Linked DNA regions of Mus musculus: regions 1 and 2 are each linked to region 3. A link is a contact called in public promoter capture Hi-C data. All regions are on one chromosome and are shown on one strand. The core of a region is the stretch at or near the end of the contact, and the rest is flanking DNA. Distances in the headings are between cores, read along the strand shown.

Evidence for each region. Promoter capture Hi-C pulls out the DNA fragments that hold promoters and counts their contacts.
Region 1: a promoter capture Hi-C map of embryonic stem cells shows a contact between it and region 3, with 3 times the contacts expected there. The contact joins the promoter of Parvg here to the promoter of Mpped1 in region 3. A contact is called at or near these places in 3 of 39 promoter capture datasets (embryonic stem cells and stem cell-derived epiblast-like cells).
Region 2: a contact with region 3 is called in a promoter capture Hi-C map of hippocampal neurons, with 4 times the contacts expected there. The contact joins the enhancer-like site here to the promoter of Mpped1 in region 3. A contact is called at or near these places in 10 of 39 promoter capture datasets (cranial neural crest, embryonic stem cells, frontonasal cranial neural crest and 5 more), 1 of 484 Hi-C or Micro-C datasets (B cells), 1 of 115 datasets of contacts at active chromatin or transcription factors (embryonic forebrain) and 1 of 9 other capture datasets (macrophages).

What each region holds. Positions count from the first base shown.
Region 1 is chr15:84,323,345-84,326,044 of GRCm38.p6, reverse strand. Parvg (parvin, gamma) reads right to left here and starts at 1,325. Exons shown (of 13, transcript NM_022321.4): 1 at 1,214-1,325. It overlaps Gm22890 (a small nucleolar RNA gene), which reads left to right and starts at 2,693; the gene lies at 2,693-2,700.
Region 2 is chr15:84,652,969-84,655,668 of GRCm38.p6, reverse strand. No RefSeq gene overlaps it. Among named protein-coding and RNA genes, the nearest start is that of Prr5, 27 kb to the left of the region's middle. Within about 2 kb of position 1,283, at least 223 of the 459 cell types and tissues checked have an H3K27ac peak or open chromatin away from gene starts, as enhancers often do. A contact at or near this core is called in embryonic forebrain, embryonic stem cells, hippocampal neurons and 1 more, where this site is marked.
Region 3 is chr15:83,778,714-83,781,517 of GRCm38.p6, reverse strand. Mpped1 (metallophosphoesterase domain containing 1) reads right to left here and starts at 1,495. Exons shown (of 7, transcript NM_172610.3): 1 at 1,411-1,495.

The DNA.
Region 1 (2,700 bases), core at 76-2,575, 540 kb before region 3:
GGGTGTGGTCTGTCAGGGCTTTTGCTCACGAAGCCCAGAGCTCGTGCTCCTTGTGAAAGACCAGCAGTCCCTCCTCGTCCTCGTGATGGGCCTGAGACCAGCAGTGTGTCGTGTCTTCCCCGCCCCCGCCCCAGCCTCACAATGCAATGCGCAGTGTCAGGCCTGAGACTGAGACCAGCAGTCCCATCCCACCCCACCTTCCCATCCCCCACAGCCAGCTTCGTGATGAGCACTGTCAGGCCTGCCCGTACCCAGCAAGGATCAGATTCAGAAGCTAATGGCCCCCTTCTGGTTCCCTAACCTACTTCTGGTTCTTCCGCCCACACTTCCCCTCTGGAAGTTTCATTTGCCGCATGGCCACCTTTGACTCTTCCCTTATGTCCCTCGTTCAGCCTCTGCACGAGCCTGGGATTCCCAGGCTCACTGGGATACTGGAGGTCTGGGGTCAAACTGGAAGGAAATTCACAACAAGGAACCTGAGAGTTGTGCTGAAGAAGAGGCACTGGGGGGGGGGGGGGGGCGGTGCTGAGAGCCACCATCCTCAAACTGGCTACAGCCTGGGAACCTTGGGAAACTGAGTCCTACCCTGAAGCCAGGAGCAAAAGGCCAGAGCCCCCTGGGAATGAGTTCCAAACCCCACAAACTGAGCAAGAGAAAAGAGAGTTGGGCTGGGGTGGGGAGCCTGGGCCCCAGCCAGCTCCTCCTACTCAGACTGGGTGACTATAGGCCAGCACGCTCTCTCTTTGACTCTGATGCAACTCTACAGGGAGAAGCTAGACCCTGTGTCCAGCCAAGTACACATAGACCTGAAACTGCCTCTGGTGACCGGTCCCAGGTGGGTTCCTTCCCTGCCCCAAACAGCAGTTTCTTCATGGTGGGGAACTCGGCTTTCTCTCATGCGGTAAAGCTCTGAGTGGCTCTGGTCTGAAAACTGCTCATCTGGCTGTGGGGGAGGTAGTCAGAGCTTTCCTGTGGGGACGGGTCTCACAGATCCTCAGTAAAATGATGCAATGGCCTCAGCAACGTGGCTGGATGTGGGGCTCCCCTTTGGCAGATCCCCCTGACTGTGAGCTCCCAGCTGAGATGTGCCTCTGGGTTTCTATTCAAGGAACCTCTCCACCTTCCTCTCTGAGGTCCACTACCCGGACATGTGAACAGGTAGAAGATTCTAATAGCTCAGGGACCCCACAGGCCAAAGATTAGATGCACTCACCCGCTGCTTCTTTTCAAATCAGGAAATGGAGCCCACTAGCTTAGAGGGTGACCAGGTTCCCAACGCAGACAGGTTCCGGAGGTGGAAGGCAGGGCTTCTGTTCACTTCCTCTGCCACCCCGGTGGCTGCAGACAGCTTCCTCCTCTAAGTTGCTGATGAGCGAGGTACCCTAAATCCACTGAAAGACTGCCAGAACCCCTGCCCCTAGTCTTCCAAGACTCCATGGCATCACGGGGTCTCTCATACTTCCCTCCCTGCCCCCGCCTCTCCATCAATCCAGACAATCACTGTCTGAAACATAACAGCAAGGATAGGACCCCAACAGCAAACTGTGTTCTCCACTGCCTTTTTCTCATGGTGCCCAGCCTGCACCTCTGCCTCCCTCTGAGCGGCCCTCCAACCAAGCTTGCTTGCTCCAACCAAGCTTGCTTGCTTTCTCACTTGCTGATGGACTAACTTCAAGACAGTCTCATGTAGCTCAGACTGACCTCAAAGTCACCAAGCTGAGGTGGTCCTTCAACTCCTGATTCTCCTGCCTCCATCTCTTACATATCTGAGTTACAGGCAGGAGCCACTACACCCAGCCAAAGGCTCCTAAATAAAGCCAGTCTCCAGGTCTCAGCCCGAGTCTCTGCACCCACAAGCTACTTTCCCCAGCTTCCCCAGCCCTCCCATCCTCTCCCTATAAACCGCACAACACCTGCCTGTTCTCTGCCAGTGCCTCAGGCTTTTACTTTGATGTCACAATGCCTGTCCCCATGTCTTGTAAGCTCTGCTCAACTCTTCACATGGCTCACAACTCCTTCTTGGCATGAGCTTTGGTACCTCCTCCTATAGGAAGTCTTCCACAACATCCTTTTCTTTTACAATGGTCTTGGGCTTGCAGCCATGCTAAAACTATCCTTTTTTTTCCTTTTCTTCGAGACAGGGTTTCTCTGTGTAGCCCTGGCTGTCCTGGAACTCACTTTGTAGACCAGGCTAGCCTCGAACTCAGAAATCTGCCTGCCTCTGCCTCCCGAGTGCTGGGATTAAAGGCGTGCGCCATCACACCCGGTGTGCAGCCATGCTAGATCAGCTGATGACATGGGCTGGTGCCTGATAGCTGTCTCACCATCAAACCAGGAGCTCTACAGGTTGGAACCCATCTTTCCCACTCACTACTAAAAGTCAGTGCCTACAATAGCACCAGGCACAAAATGGGATCAATGAGCATATTTTGATGGCTGTTATTGCTTAAAGGACTGTGTTGGTCCTATGACAAAATGCCTGATGGAGGCTGGAAATAGAGCTCAATTGATAGAGTGTCTGTCTAGCATGCAGGAAGCCCCGAGTTCAATCCCCGGCACCTCATAAACTAGGCATGGGAGAGGACATGTGTGATCCAGCTCTCAGAAGCTGGAGGCAGGAGGATCAGAAGTTCAAGGCCGGCCTAGACTTCAAGAGTACATGAGACACTCTCTTTAAAAAAGAAAAAGAAAATCCCCCTG
Region 2 (2,700 bases), core at 34-2,533, 870 kb before region 3:
GCTGTCAGACTATGGAGATAATGCACCCCACGATTCTGGGATATTGATATTCCCAGGGGTTTCACACTGGGAAAAGAACAAAGCTGACTCCTAGAGCTGACCCAAGGAGGAGCTTGCATCCTAGGAAGAGATTCTGCACGGTCCTCATAGTTTATCAGACCACCTTGCAGAAGAGACTAGACGCAGACAATGATGGTAGGCGGGGCCCCGCTTGGACCAGGACTGCCTGGCTATGCACACTTCTTCCCCTTTATGTCAGCCTAAATATCTTGTTAGGACACAGAAGATGGCCTTGAGTAGGAAGCAGTCCCTGGGCCTCTGCGTTCACCTTCCCAACATGGCTATGTTGAATAAACTTCCTATTTTCTCCTCTCTGCGTGTTGCTTGTCTTTAATTGGCTTGTCGAGGACAGTTTGCTGAGCTTGGCTTGTTGGGGGGGCTGCCAGGGCCCAGACCTTAACTTGAGTAACAAGCCCACAGGGAAGCCTTGCAGCTGGGAAGCTGGGGTTGGAATGCAGAAGGACTCCCAGTTGCTCGGAAGAGCTTGAAGGGCAGGGCTGAAGAGCAGGGTGAGCGAGGCCTAAACGCTAATTCTGCCAGTTGCTATGATCAAGGTTGTGATGTTGGAAGCCCATGCGGTGGTTCTCAACCTTCCTAGCGCCGTGGCCTTTCTATTTCGTTCTTCACATTGTGGTCATCCCCAACCTTAAGATTGCTTTGTTGATGCTTAACTTAAATTTTCATAACTGTAATGTTGCTACTGCTATGAACCGTAATGGAATATATCTGCTATGCAGGATATCTGCAATGCGACTTCCCCTCCCCCCATAGCCTGGGAACTGCTACCATAGGGGTTGGGTTGCTTCTGTCCGCTAGGGAGAGCTGAGGGAAAGTCTCCCTCAACAGCAGGCTCACAGATTTACAGTTCCTGGGAAAGTGTCATCCTGCAGTCCTCAGCTGCCCTGCCAGTGAGTGTCCACCCTGGGTCCCCACAGAAGAGCCTGAGAGGATGAGGAGATCAGGACCCTGGTTCCAGGATGGGCACCTTTCCTTCATCCCCATGGGAACAGCTCTGGCCGGCAACTCTTCCTCCCCCACCCCAAGACATAGAACTTGATGATAAAGAGTCTAAGCTCCCTCCTCCATGCACACTCAGAAAGCCCGGCAGGCAGCTGCCCCATCCCCCGCCCCGCCCCGCCTCCCCCCACTCATCCACATCCTGTGTCCCAGGGTGGGATTAGTGACGAAGGCTGTGGTCTGGCATCCTGCCAGCAATCTGTCCTTCCGCGGCTGCTCTCAGGTTTCCATGTAGAGTCAGCACAGGCGCAGTTGGCCTGAGATGGCTGGCTTCTTGGAGAGCCTGCAGCCAGCCTGCCGTCAGCATCCCAGACCTTTCAACGGGTCCGTTCGGTGCTTTATCCACAGAGCCAGGGCTCTGTAGAACGCTTCTAGGTTTCCTACGCGAGCAACATACAGGCTGTTTAGCGCTTCCGGATCAAGGGGGGAATGGGGAGAGCCGAGATCCATGTCTTATGCCGGGCTGCTGGAGAAAGCTTCCGATTTACTGTGACGTTAGTCTATACGTTCTTGGAATTTCTTTACCGGTTGGTGGGGTATCCCTTTTTTTTTTTTAATTTGTTTGAGGATTATTCGTTTTTGCATCTATTGAAGACATTTGTCCTTAAAATTTTTTTTTTTTTTTTTAATTCTGGGGCTGGGGCTGTAGCTCCGTTGGTAGAATACTCGTCTAGCACACACAAAGCCCCAAGTTCCACCCACAGCATGGCATAAAACCAGGTAGGGTCCCAGCACCGACCAGGAGTTCAAAGTCCTTCTTGGTTATAGAGCAGAGTCAAAGCTATCTTGGGTTGCTTGAGATCCTCACAAAGTTATAGATTCTGTGTGATGGCTTAGATGGTTATATATCCATAACCCTAGAATTCTTTCTTTCCTTTTTCAAGACAGGGGTTTTCTATGTAGCCCTGACTGTCCTGGAACTCACTCTGTAGACCAGGCTAGCCTTGAACTCTATCTGCCTGTCCAGGACAGCCAAGGTTACAAGAGAAACCCTGTCTTGGAAAAACCAGAGGGCGGGGGTACTCTATTTTGATTTCTTGGGATAGGGTCACATGTAGTTCAGGTTGACTTTGATTTCCAGATAGCACCCCCACACCCCGCCTCTTCTTTATCTATTTTATTGCAGAGCCTATAATGCCTACTTGATGGTCAGGGTTTAGCTGAGCCAAGTTGAGCCAGATAAAGACTTTCATTAGCCTGGGCTCTCCTCTGAGCGGAGCCTCATGTCCTCAGTCAGCCCTCCCCAGCCCTGGCACAGAAGGGCTGAGCTGGCTGTGTGGCTGAGGAGGTCGCTACACTGGATTCTTCACCTTTCGACTGAGCGGATTCCTGGAATCTAAGAGCATGAAAACTCATAACCCTGCGGGACTCCCAGCTCTGTTTCTGAATTCTAGGCCCCATCTTACCCTCTGCCACTGCACTGCTTAAAACCCGGGGATGGGGAAGGAGATGCCCCACAAGGGAACCCCCAGACCTCCGTCTACCTGACAGCCTGTGTGTCTTCACACCCGGTTAGCTCTTCATCCAAAGCCTTCGTTTTGTCTCCTACATGGGATGAGCCTTGCTCAGATCTGGAGTTTCTGGGCTTTGCTTGATTTTCTTTGGACCTCCATCCTTGTACCC
Region 3 (2,804 bases), core at 246-2,745:
CGGGTGGTGCGCAGATTAGTATGCATGCTCCCACAGAGCAGTCCCCTGCAGACTGCGCCTCGACTCATTCCAGACGCCTCCCTGTGACCACCAGCTCCAAAGCCTGGTGTTCTCCTCTGCCTGGGTACCCTACCCAGATGGTCTCCTAATGCCTTGGCTTCTAGCTGAGATGGAGCAGTCACCCCAAAGCCTGTCCAGACTCCCCCCAAGGCATTTTTAGTCATGTGCCAAATACTACTGAAGTTGTTTTAATTTTCCTTTGGCCAAGGCTAGTTGGGGTGTTAATATGGTTAGTGACTGATCCCCACCCCCAACACCCCCCTAATGTAGCTGATCCCTGCTAGCAAGTCTGCCACAACCATTCATAAACCGGCAAGGAGCCCAACCATTCAATGGTGCCTCACTTTTGTTCGCCGGGTTTAATTTTATAATTGTTAACAGTTCGTTCTCCTCCCAGCCATTCAGGGGAAGAAGTGGGGGGGGGGAGGGCTGCAATTCTGAAAGGATGCTGAAGGAGAGGGGACAGTCCAGTAGTGAGGAGGAGACAATCCTGCCAGACTAGCTGGACATCCAGGTCCAATGTGCTCTGTGTCCTGACCTCAATGAACCACTGAGCCTGGGCCCAGAGGGTCAAGAGAGGATGGAGTCTCCAACCCCTAAGACTGGCCTCCTAGTCTCTTTCACATAACATCACTCCTCTGCCCCTGCCTAAACCCAGGAAGGCTGTGTTTGAATTCTCTCTCCCGTAGCATGTCCCAAAATAAACACACAGAGGCACCTTTCGGCTTGGGCACTCCATGAAATACTGTCCTGAAGGACTGGGTGCTGTCTGATTAGTCACTGAAGCCTCTGAGGGGGCACAGCAGAGAGCAGTAAGTGTGTTGAATGAGTGAAGGAAGGATGATGGATTGATAGATGGGTGGATGAATGGACGACACATGGGTGTTAGTGAAGTTCCCGGCAATACCCAGCAAAAGTAGCCACTTGACCAGCATCCGTCCCCTTCTCACCCCTCACCTCCAAGTGTCAGCAGAGGCTGGCAGCACACAGTAGGCTCTCCACAACAGGAGGTGGCTATTGTTACCACCCCCATCATCACTTGCACCCCACCAGCCCTCTCCTCCCACCGGCTACTCCAACAGCAGTCAGCGGCAGTCGACCAGCCTGGGAAAAGTTTCGCTGACCGCGCGGCCCCGGCCGAGCCCCCTCCCGCCAGCCCCGGCCCCGCTGGCTGCGCAGCGGCGGTAGCCGACCCGGGGCCGCGCGCCCGGGGCAAGGCAGAGGCGGCCAAAGTAACTTTACGGGCGCCGCGGGGCCCCCCGGGTGCGGGGACAGGGTCCCAGCCGCGCCCCCTCCGGCCCGCCGCCCGCGCCCAGCCCCGCTCGCACTCCCGGCCCGGCCGGGTCCTACCTGGCCCCGGGCTCCTCTTCGGCGGCCGCGAGCAGCAGCGCGCGCGGAGGGCGGCGGGGGCCCGGCTCCCGCGAGGGCGGCGCGCAGGGGCGGGGGCCTCTGCGCCGCGCGGCCGAGGCTGCGAGTGGGAGCCAGACTCCTCCTTCGCGGGGCGGGGGGCTCCCCGCGCCCCCTCCCCCTCCCCCGCCCGGCTCCGCGCCGCCCCGGCCCCGCGCGCCGCCGCGCCGCTCCGCCCGCGCGCCCGGGCCCCGCAGGAGCGCGATCGCGGCCTCGGGCCCCGGCCCCGCGCGCCCTCCCGCCCGGGTCCCGGCCGCCCCGGCCGCGCCTGGGGCCTCGGCGCCCTCCCGGGCCGGGAGCCCGCATCCCGCCGCTCAGGGGCCGCCCCGCGCCCTCTCCACGCAGCCCCTAGCCCCGGCCGCCGAGCGCCTGGAGAGGGGAGCGGGGCGGGGCGCCCTCACCTCCGGAGCCGCGCGCCGCGCTAGGCACCGCGTGCAGGGGCATGCGTGGCTCCTTCTCGGTGCCCGGGCACCCGCTCCGCGGTTAGGACCCCAACCTGGGGCCACCGGGGTCTCTGTCCATAGAGAGATGCGGACACCTCCCCCTCCCTCAACTGGATCAGGCCAGGGTCCTCTTGTTGAGCCCCTTCTGACTCCCGGTCTCCCAGCCTGGTCTCCTGGGTGGCCCACAGTGGCCTCACCTAGAAACCCAGTACGGGCAGGTAAGCCAGTCTGGAAGGCAGAGGACCTAGTGCTAGGTTTCCAGGAGGCCCTGTCCCGGGAGGCAGAGAGAATGAGACATAGAGGTCTCTCCAGTGCAAAGTTTGAGAGGCCAAAGACCCCCGACCCCTGACCAGGATAAAAAGGAGTCCACAGGGCCTAGCTCTGTCCTGGGCCTCTCCCCACAATGGAACTTAGGAGGGAAGTCCACCCAACATCCCTTAACCAGTATTTGTGGGTTCTACTTGCTTATCACAGAGCCTACCATCTCTCTCAGATGATTAGGGTCAGACCCGCAAGGGCACCTCAGTTGGCACTTGGGGCTTGGGTTGCTCTGAAGGAGAACCCAGTCTTGTGAGAGAGGCAGAGGGAGATATGGCACGTGTGGGAAGAGGGGACAGCCACCTGGGGTGGCTTCCTGAAAGTGGAGATGCTACATGGGGTAAGATCATGCCCAGGCTGGGGAAAAAAACCCTTCTAGATAGAGGCTGGTACAGGCCAGGGTCCTGGGCAGGGTGGGATGCTGAGGCTCTGTGGAGCTAGAAGAAAAAGAAATGGAGGTAAGGTTCTTGGGCGCTTGGCTAAGCCCATGGAGTTTGCTAGGGTGTTAGGGAGCCGTTGAAGGTTATGGCCAGGCCTTGCTATGACCAAGCTTGTGCTTTGAGAGAACTCATTCCA